Linked DNA regions of Mus musculus: all the other regions are linked to region 1. A link is a contact called in public HiChIP or PLAC-seq data. All regions are on one chromosome and are shown on one strand. The core of a region is the stretch at or near the end of the contact, and the rest is flanking DNA. Distances in the headings are between cores, read along the strand shown. Region 1 has its middle 41 kb from the start of Gm32333. Region 2 has its middle 44 kb from the start of Gm24940. Region 3 holds the start of Prrx1 (paired related homeobox 1).

Region 1 (3,353 bases), core at 659-3,158:
TCCCCAAGATCTTCCATCACCACCTGCTATGTGTAGATATGGTGGAAGTATATCTTTCAAAAGTTCATGCTCTTGGAGCTTGGTCCATATCATAGGATACTGAGGTGCTCAAACTCTAAGAGGGTGGGGCACCAGGGTAATTATTAGGACTTGTGGCTACTGTCATCAGCAGGAATGATGTCATCAGTTGGTCTTATGTGGTGAGTTCTCAGGAGAGCAAATGTCTACAAAACAAGGCTACTATCCGTACCCAATTCTATTCTGCACAGGACCCATTCTCTTCTGCACAGGACTTTGCAATTTTCAACTATGTTATTTTATATCTGAGGGACTGGGAACAGAATATAGCCTTTAAAGATATGCTCCGAGACTCACTGCCTCCAATTGTGCCCTGCCTTTCACAATTCTCACTACCTTCCACAGCATATTAAGTTATGAATATATCTATGTCCATTAAAGAGATCAGAACTCCTTGATCTGCTTTCCCAACGTGCCATTTGCTGGAGACCAAGTCTTTAACACACAAACTTTGGGGACAGGGAAGCGGGGATCATATTTACACCATAACATTGTCTATCTGAAATACAACTTTGACTGGGTGTTCTGTGTCTTATGACTGATTTTGTCTGGCCATTCTATTTCTAAATTTGCCACTGTCCAGATCCCACACTTTAGAGAAGACATTGAAAGTACTGAAGAAGATAAACTGTTTGAAATGATTAGGAGTATGCGTTGGCATTTGAGATTCCCTAGATATTTATTCTTTATTAGATTACCCTCATGTAAGTAAGACCATTCATTTCACTATCTGTATTTGGCTTATTGCACTTAGCACAGCATCTTCTAGTTTCCTCTGTAATCACACAAAAACACGAATCCACAGGATTAGACTGTAGAAAAGTGGTACCCAGAGGTTGGGGCGGAGTTAGGTGACAGAGAAAGGGAAGATGCCAGTGAAAGGTTCAACATTTGAGGGAAATAAATTTTAGCAATCTATTGTTCAATATGGTGATTAAGATTAACAATGCCTTGCCTATTTTAAAACTGCAATGAATAGATTTTATTTCTTCTTACAGCAAAAGAAAGTAAGTATGTGTGGTTATCCATTGATAAACTAGACAGATTTAATCATTCCACAATGACTATATATAATGTCCTGTATAGTCAGAGATGAAATAAATGAATAGATCATAACAGAAAAATATAAAAATGAGCCATGTTCTCATTGTTAATATGTGTTGACGAAAGCAACTGTTTGTGTACTGGAATATTCCATGACATGTAGAGGTAACCACTTCTCATATACCCTTAATCGTTAGCAAGGTCTACTATTACTGTACACCCTGCTGTATTTTGGGTATTATTCTCAGCCTTTCTCACAGATTATTTTCCTTGCTTATTTCAGTGAGCTTGTGAAAGAAGCATCCCACTGCCCACTCTACAGAGAGTTGGGCTCACAGTTGTGGGTCTCACCTTTTTGTAAGCACACCCTCATCATATGTAGCTGCTGATTCCAGAGCTAGCTCTTACTCCACACACCAGTAGGGCTACACCATAGCAGAGGGGGGCTTTTTCATATTTAACAAGGCCACTTTCTTTAGCTCCTCTCTAGCCCCAGGGAATTGATCTTGCTGTGCACCTGGGACATTGGCCATTCCCTTTTGCACCCAGGGCTGATTTAATTGAAACCTAAATATGCTTTACTAGTTTTACATGTTAGCACTAAAAGAGAGAAAAAAAGTCCCCTGTTTGCCTTTTAGCTCAGGCAACCCTTTGGTTTTATAGGCTGGTTTTAGTAAGTAATTATTCTGGTAATGCCAAGGCCTCCTTTATGGGGCTGTAAATGCATCCTAGCCAACTCAGAATAACAAGGACCCTAGCCAGCAGGCAACACTTTAGCTCTAGATGAGAGGTGGCTGTCAGCCTCTGCAGGTCTCTCTCTTTCTCTGGAAACCTCCTCTGAAACCACGTGACGCAGGGGAAAGAGGATCAGATAATTGGGATCTTTATGATGGTTATTACGAAAAATGTTCTGGAACCAATTCAAATACCAATCAGAAACCACATTGTTCAACTAAATCACTCTCAGATGCCATATAAGATACAAAATACAATTATTTCCAGTTTAAAAATATAATGTTCTTAAGGAAAAAAACTGTATTTTATTTTATTTTATTTTACAAAAAAAAAAAAAAAAAAAAAAAAAAAAACCAAAAAACCTGCTTTGGCTGGAATTCAGGCCCCGTCACAGACGATGTACAGACAGAACTCACACTGCTCCCTTCAATTCTGAGCCTGGAGACCTCACTGTAATGCATTAAAAAATCCCTTAAAATGGATGTGACGGCTGTTTTCGTTGTGTATTACAGAAATATACAGAGTTCAGAGGCTCCACAGTTATACTTTGGGCATGTATGTCATTAAAAGAATAAAAAAAGATGATGGCCAAATGTTGTATTAAAATCCCATTAGAATGGCTGGGAGGAATTTATGGCTCCAATCTCTTTTATCTGACAGGCGTCAGTTTGGTGATAGAGTTCTCGCTCCTCCTTCTCCTCTTTGCATCTCCTTCTCTCCTTCTTTTCTTCTTTTTTTCTATTTCATTTTCTTCTCCTCTCCCACACCACTTCTTCTCTCTCTCCCTCCTATTCTTCCCTCCTTTCCTTCCTCCCTCCCTCCATCCTTCCTTCCTTCCTTCCTTCCTTCCTTCCTTCCTTCCTTCCTCTCTTTCTATTCTCCTTTCCTTGCCCCCTCCCCTTCCCATTTACTTCATCCTTGGGCTCTACTTGTCCATAGGACATCTGGGGATTGTCTTTACTGAGGGAAAGACAAATATTATCAGGTTTCTGTCAATATTTGCTCCTCCTTCAGTCCTCTGCTTTAGGCACTTTAAGGAGTGATCACTTAGTCTTTTTCCAGATAGACTTCTCTCTGGAGCTGAGGATTTGTTAGCTCTGTGCTTGTGTATACAAGCCGTCATCACTGTGATGAGAAGGATGGGGGTTAACACACCGTGTGACCTCAGGAATGATTTCAGTTACTGCAGCTCCCACATGATACACATGAATTTTAATGGACTTGGCCTCACTGCTCTAGCCTGGGGTCAGTGGTTCTCAAAGCTAATCTTCTACAAGCTGACATGGGGCCTGAAGAAGTTGTTTGTTCTGTCAAGAGAGGTATGGATTCTTGTCTTCTGATCTCCAGGTCATGCTGTCATCCTCTACGGAATGGGAGGAAATGCCAAACCATTACAGAGTATAGAGATACTGAAGGACCAGTGTGGAGAAAACGGCCCACTAAGAATGGCTACATGGTCTCACAGGCAGAGCAGTAGGTGTCTGGAGGTTGGTTCT
Region 2 (3,250 bases), core at 465-2,964, 300 kb after region 1:
AATTAGTCTAAAATCTAAGGTGATGAGGATAAATATTTTGTGTTTAGTAGTTTAATTCATTTAGCAAGGGAGTTATCTTGATTTATATTAATTAAGAAATGGAGGGTTGAGGAAATGTATTTACAATGGAGAACAACACATGGTTGATGTTTTTAAATGGATTTTTAATGACTTCTGAAATGTTTTCTAAATTGTGGGAAAGAAATGTTTAAACTGTTTGATGGAAGTTGATTTTTAAAGGTACATAGTATACTTCACATAGACCTTTCCTTTGAGCCTAACACCCTCAGAAACACTCCTGCTATGAGATCTGTTCATAAACTGCAGACCCACAGAGACAGACTTGTCATACCCAATCTTCTTGTTGAAGAAGTTCATTTTGCTGGCACAAGTCCCCTTGTTCTCTTAGTGTGTGTGTGTCCGTGCATGCGTGTGTATGCGTGTGTGTGTGTGTGTGTGTGTGTGTGTGTGTGAATACTTTGTAGATTATACATATGCTAGGTAACATTCATTTCTAAGATATTAAATGTAATTTTAGCCATTCTTAGGTTGTAAACTATCAGTATTTCAAGTCAGGGCTTTTAAATTTTCTGTACAAAGAACTATGCATGTGTAAATAAAATTGGGATGATATAGAAATATCAAGTTATAAATCACAACATTTGCAAAAGACACTTGAAATGGGCATTGAGAAACCAAACAGTCAAATAACAATGGAAAACCTTTGAACTTGCCCAGATTAGTATAAGGTTCTCAGACCCAAGTTTCATGTTTTCATTTTAATAGCAGTAAGCTACTTTGTTTATGTACATTCACTTTAAAACTCGATTTAAAAAGCATGGCACACATCGTATTTACGCACATGTTTACCACATATTTAAAGACAGATTCTAATGAGGCATGGCTATAAATACATAAAGGTCTGCGTGTCAACACTATTCCATTATAGAAAATATTTTCCTTCCTCCACTTCATTTCTAAAAATATGGAATGTTTGGAGAGGGCAGAGAGTGAAAGAGAAGTGCGTTGAATACTGTATACAGACATTGAAGGCAATTAATTGGCTTTCTTTCTTTCCCTATTTCTCCGTTAAGAACAAAAATAAATACATTGGTGTAGTGGTTAAACTACACAAAGCGCCAAGATGTAGGACAGGGCATTTCTACAGCATAGGGGTACTGTTCCCTCGGCCCTCCTCCACTATGAAATTCTCAGAACATTTGCTGGGTAAAATCAACTTTTGAAAGCCTAGTTGTCAAAACCTCAACATTTAGAGCTGCAAATTAAAGTGATTGCAAACAAAATATTTTTATAGGGGGGAAAAACATATACAGTCAAAAGTCAGAAAGAAGGGAGAGAGGGAGGGAAGGAGGGATGAAGAAAGGAAAGGGGGAGAGAGAGAGAGAGAGAATATGCTTGGGGGAGAAAAGAAAAGAGGAGAGAAGGGGAGAGAGAAGATAGAGTATATATAAAAGCAAAAAAAGCAAGTTTAAAGAATCTGATAAAACAATCAGATATAAACTTAAAATATGGAAGCAGAGTAAACATTACAGATGATGGCCTCAGCGAACCCCAATTCTGCAGGCTTTAGGCTGCCACACGAAGCATATTTTTCAAGAAAATTGGTTGCAGCCGTTGCGCCTTCCAGATTGTAGTGGCAGTGTGCAGAGACGACGCAGGTCTGAGTGATTCTCCCAAGAGCTGTGCTCTCTACCTTTGCAGGACTGGCTGGTTCCTCCTCCTAACCATATGGAATCCATCTCACTCAAGGACCTAGCCTGCTGGAGGGGTTTGGGGGGAAGCTAGGGGCTGCTGCTGGCATGCCACAGGAAAGTTTTATTTCCAATTGATTGGTTACAAATCAGATAAATATCGCTTCTAATGAAAGCAGCTTTGAACCACTGGAAATGTTATCTATAGGAGTCTGGGGTTTATCAGAAGTCAAATGTAGCTTTAATCACATCAACATGCTAATTACAGGCAAACAATAAAAGCTTTAAGAAATGATTGTGTGGGTTTTATTGCTATTGACAGTCGCTGGGGTATATTTATTTCGGGAGGTAATTGTCTGAAGACTTTCTCCAGAAAGACTTGTTTGTATAATTAAGCGCATGTTGGGCAAGCTTATCTGCCCATCGGCTTCTGCAAGTTATAGCTCCCTCAGAACACAGGAGCAATTACATGAGGAGACTCAGGGAGACGGCTTTTCAGTAGTTCATCCGTGAGGGCTAAAAAGTTAAATTAAATTAAAAGTGCTAATGTTCTCTGAAAGCACAGAATGTATTAGAATGAGAAATCAGGTTAGTTGCCAGAAGTTAACTAATAAAGCAATAAAGGTAAATAGAACGTTCCATGGTCAGTAATGTAAGAATATGGAAAAAATCTAAACCAGCTCAAACAGTTTCATTTCAGTGGACACCATCGGGGAGTGGGAGAGGAGGGAATTTTCTTCTTGGTGTATACAAGATCATTTAACAGGGTTGCACAACCCAAATCTGAAAATGTATATGAAGAGGAGACAAAATAGAAAACCGGGATACAGTGCACAGCTATGTATGTGGCAGCCTCTCTGGGTCTTTTGCTTTATTGTGGGTTTAGTTTTGTAACTCTCATAAATGGCCTTTAAGAGTTTCTAAAGCTAAGTGTGGTGGCTGTAATCCCAGCACTTGGGAGGGTGAGCCATGGGTGGGGGGAAGGGGAGGAGGGGATTGCTTGAGTTTGCTACCAGCCTGGGCTACATAGTGAGTTCCAGGCTATCTTCAGAAAATAATTGGGGTCCTAAAAGTTTGATAGGACCATCACTGGGCAATACTTGAATTCCTTTTCCATCCAAATAAACAGCACAGAGGAAATGGCTGTGCTTTGGGCATTGTTTTTAAATGTCCACTTAAATGCTGAAATCTATATCTGTATCTATAGATATAGTTATAGATATATGATTTTTTTCTATTTGGCTGCATTTTGATTGGACCAGAGAAAGAAAGGCCAACCTTTCAAACTATAAACTATTTTTTTTTTGTGTGCCATAAAGGATCATTGAACTGAAAAAAAAAAAACGTGGGGAACCCAATTTTTAAAAAACAATATACTGAAAGGTGTTGAACTGGATTTAATTCTTTCCATTCACAAATATTGGCCTCTGTTCAGTTTCCATTTAATTCAAACCAATTAAAAATGTGGCAAATCCTTGATCAATTTTTTTTTAACCTTTAAACAGGGTCAGTATTGAAGTTGTTGTCACATTTTAATG
Region 3 (3,214 bases), core at 163-2,662, 340 kb after region 1:
GGCACGGCACGAGTGGCTGGAGCGAGGCGAGGGGTGGAAAAAGGAGGGGGCGGCGGGTGGACTAATGATGAAAAAGTCTCCTCCATCCTGGCTCCTTAATTAAATGCATGGAAAGAACCGAGGCGCGCACATCTGGTTTCAATCTACAGCCCTTTGATGGCATCAAATGTTCTTTTCCCAGATCAGGGCTGGAAGTTCTGGGCTAACTATGGCCGTTTGGAGCACAGAAACCATTTATACACACTGGGACCCTTCCTTCTTTTCAATTCAATCTCATAGCTACAGGAGAAGGGGAAATCTAGCAATCAGGGGAGCGAGGGGAAACGTATGTATGTGTGTGTTTAAAGAACATAAAACGCCACAAATAAGCACATACTATTTTACTTACTGGCCATATAGTAACTCATTCCTAATGAGACTATTAAAGCTGTTACCAGATTCCAACAGGTCATGAAAACACCGTCCAGCACCGCTCTGCCCTCTGTCAAGCCTGGTCATAGACTTCGACCTTCCTCAGTCTCTGTGTTTGCCAGGGCCTCACCGAACTGGATACAGATTAGCACAGAGCCCACCCCACCCCCAGCTCCTCCTGCTCCCCCCAACTTCTTCAGCCCCAGTGTTCCTGTCTGCTCTGATCTGGGGCAGCCTCGGCTACGAGCAAGAAATTAGAACATTGGCAAAGGTAGGGGAATTATCAGGACGGACTTTCTTCTGGTTTAATGAATATGTAAATTTTCTACTGTCTGAAGCCTGGGGATTTCTGGTGGCAGCGAAAGTCTCGAATCCATTCGAAGCTGAAGACTTCTGGATCTGCCCAAGCCGTCTTTAGATCGTAGAGAGCCTCCCGTTATTATCGCTCTTGTTATTTTATTACATTATTTAATAGGCTGTCTCTACAGAGCCAAACGAGCTTTAATAGGCTTGCTCTTTTTTGCCGTTCAGTCTCAGACTCTCCCTGCGCTCTCCGCCAAAACAAAGCTGCAGGAAAAGTTACTGGGGGGCGGTGCAGCCGCAGATTTGACTGTTATAGATGTGCATCTTTTCCCTGTTCCTTTTTCTTTTTTCTTTTCCTAACAAGTTTGCCCTCAGCTGTTATCAAAACATGCAAATGAGATATTCCAAGAGGATCTCAAACAAATCCGGAGGAGTTAATGCTGAAACAAAATAATCAGCCCCGTTTTAAAGTGACTGCGGGTTTCGGGCACTTTTCTCTCTGTGATACTACTGCAAGGGAATGATAATTAGACCTTTATTTTAAAAATCCAAAGGGGCTCTCTCCTTAGCTTCCCTCCCTTTTCCCTCCCTCCCTCCTTCCTCCCTCCCTCCTCCTCTCTTGCTCCCTCCCTCTCCCTTTCTCTCTGGCTCTGATGTTGGCAAAGGGGTTTTCTTAATCAGACTGTTTTTTCGGTCCGAGGAAAAGGAGGTAGGAGATTGTGATGGAGAAAGGGGGTCTGTAAAACGTCAGGCGCCGCACAAAGGCTTTGCCACGTAATTACAGGCTCCTATTAAGTGGAGATCTGCCCTCCCAGGGGTCTCCAATTTTCTTGTATTCCCTACAAAGCCTCCTCTCCATGCCAGCCTGTGCCTTTTGAAGTGCCAGAGAGCTTCTTGATCCAACTGAGAAGGGAAAAGGAGCTCCGCACGGAGAAGGGGGAGAGAGCGGAGGGAAGGGGGACCGCCACCCTTCTGCAGACTCTTGAAGCCCCGCTTCTTTATTTCTTATTTTTTTTTCCTCCTTACGAAGAGTAAAGTGAGAATCCTGCTCTCTAATACATCTGCAAGACATCACTCTCCTGAAATTCTAGTCACTCCCGAGAATCCACAGGAGTGCAGAGAGGGGGAACGCGCTTTCTTGAAGACATTTTAAAGCTGGAACAAGCCTTCTTCTGTTGGCGCTTGAACTCTTGCCGGGGGAATAACTTTTTTTAACCTCTTTCTCTAATTTTTTTAAAGCCACTTTGATTCTTCTCTCCACCCCTTCTTCTCTCTTCTGTTTGCCTAACTCCCCCGCCCCGCTGGCCTCCCCTTTCCTCGCTCCCCCTTATTATTATTTTTAGTGTCTGCGAGTGGACGCTTTTTAAGAGTTGAAAGGGATATTTTTTTTCTTTTTGATCTAAGCATAGGTTGTTTGTTTTGTTTTTATTTTTGAACTTTTTGGTGTGGATTATCTCTCTGGACCGCGCTGGACTTGGCTTTAGCGAAGTAACCGAGGCTGCAGGGAAAGTTACTTGTCCCGAAAGTTCTACACTTCAGAAGGGGTCCCACCCTCTGTTTCTCTCTCTCTCTCTCTCTCTCTCTCTCTCTCTCTCTCTCTCTCCACTCCCCCCTCTTTCTTCCCCACTCGGCTCCTCTCCCCCCTCACGCCCACAGCGTTTGGTGTTGATTCGAGCGGGAAGAGGGGGGTGGGTGGGATTGGAGGGGAGACCATGACCTCCAGCTACGGGCACGTTCTGGAGCGGCAACCGGCGCTGGGCGGCCGCTTGGACAGCCCGGGCAACCTCGACACCCTGCAGGCGAAAAAGAACTTCTCCGTCAGTCACCTGCTAGACCTGGAGGAGGCCGGGGACATGGTGGCGGCACAAGCAGACGAAAGTGTGGGCGAGGCGGGCCGGAGCCTGCTGGAGTCACCGGGACTGACCAGTGGCAGCGACACCCCTCAGCAGGACAGTGAGTGAGGGCGCGTGCTCCGGGGAGTGTGCGCTGGGGACACAGGGTGGAGGCCCGGGGAGGGCGGCGGGAGCGTGTTCCAGGCTTCGGTTTCGGGGAGACAAGGCGTTAAGAAGTTAGGAGTCCTGGGAAAAGTGGCTGGTTGCTGATCGCAGAAAGACCGATGAGAAAAAGAGGGCTCCCCCAATGCTGTAAGCCAAGCGGGCGCTGGAGAGAGACCCGGAGGCCCAGGGACGCTGGGAGGCCAGGGGATCCCATGCAGGGATTCTGCGGCCACCACTGTCTCCAGCCGCCAGGGCTGCATCTCCAGTTCGGGCGGAGCGGCGGTCAGAAATCCCGCAGGCAGGCGGGGCGTCCACGCCAGGGTAGGAGCGGTCCGGTCCGGCCAGAGCGCAGGCTACACAGCCACCTCGGTTAGAGAAAACAGGGAACAAAGATGCAGGGCAGGCTTGGGAGCGCGTCTTCCCTGGGGTTGAAGGGAAAGCACTGTGCTCAGAGGAACCTGGAAGACAGGACTAAGGTCGCATACCCTCTGTGCATATGACCC

Evidence for each region. HiChIP or PLAC-seq counts read pairs in DNA pulled down with a chosen protein or histone mark.
Region 2: a contact with region 1 is called in an H3K4me3 HiChIP or PLAC-seq map of embryonic limb bud, with 4 times the contacts expected there. The contact joins two enhancer-like sites. A contact is called at or near these places in 1 of 15 datasets of contacts at CTCF or cohesin (the NIH/3T3 cell line), 1 of 484 Hi-C or Micro-C datasets (embryonic stem cells), 2 of 115 datasets of contacts at active chromatin or transcription factors (the NIH/3T3 cell line and embryonic limb bud) and 2 of 9 other capture datasets (embryonic tail and embryonic trunk).
Region 3: a contact with region 1 is called in an H3K4me3 HiChIP or PLAC-seq map of embryonic limb bud, with 5 times the contacts expected there. The contact joins the promoter of Prrx1 here to the enhancer-like site in region 1. A contact is called at or near these places in 5 of 39 promoter capture datasets (the 3T3-L1 cell line, 3T3-L1-derived adipocytes, frontonasal cranial neural crest and 1 more), 5 of 484 Hi-C or Micro-C datasets (adipose-derived mesenchymal stem cells, cortical neurons, embryonic fibroblasts and 2 more), 6 of 115 datasets of contacts at active chromatin or transcription factors (the NIH/3T3 cell line, craniofacial prominence, embryonic forebrain and 3 more) and 4 of 9 other capture datasets (adipose tissue, embryonic stem cells, embryonic tail and 1 more).

What each region holds. Positions count from the first base shown.
Region 1 is chr1:163,656,921-163,660,273 of GRCm38.p6, reverse strand. No RefSeq gene overlaps it. Among named protein-coding and RNA genes, the nearest start is that of Gm32333, 41 kb to the right of the region's middle. Within about 2 kb of position 1,908, at least 16 of the 459 cell types and tissues checked have an H3K27ac peak or open chromatin away from gene starts, as enhancers often do. A contact at or near this core is called in embryonic limb bud and embryonic tail, where this site is marked.
Region 2 is chr1:163,356,820-163,360,069 of GRCm38.p6, reverse strand. No RefSeq gene overlaps it. Among named protein-coding and RNA genes, the nearest start is that of Gm24940, 44 kb to the left of the region's middle. Within about 2 kb of position 1,714, at least 25 of the 459 cell types and tissues checked have an H3K27ac peak or open chromatin away from gene starts, as enhancers often do. A contact at or near this core is called in embryonic limb bud, where this site is marked.
Region 3 is chr1:163,311,848-163,315,061 of GRCm38.p6, reverse strand. Prrx1 (paired related homeobox 1) reads left to right here and starts at 1,412. Exons shown (of 4, transcript NM_011127.2): 1 at 1,412-2,667. The coding sequence starts at 2,427.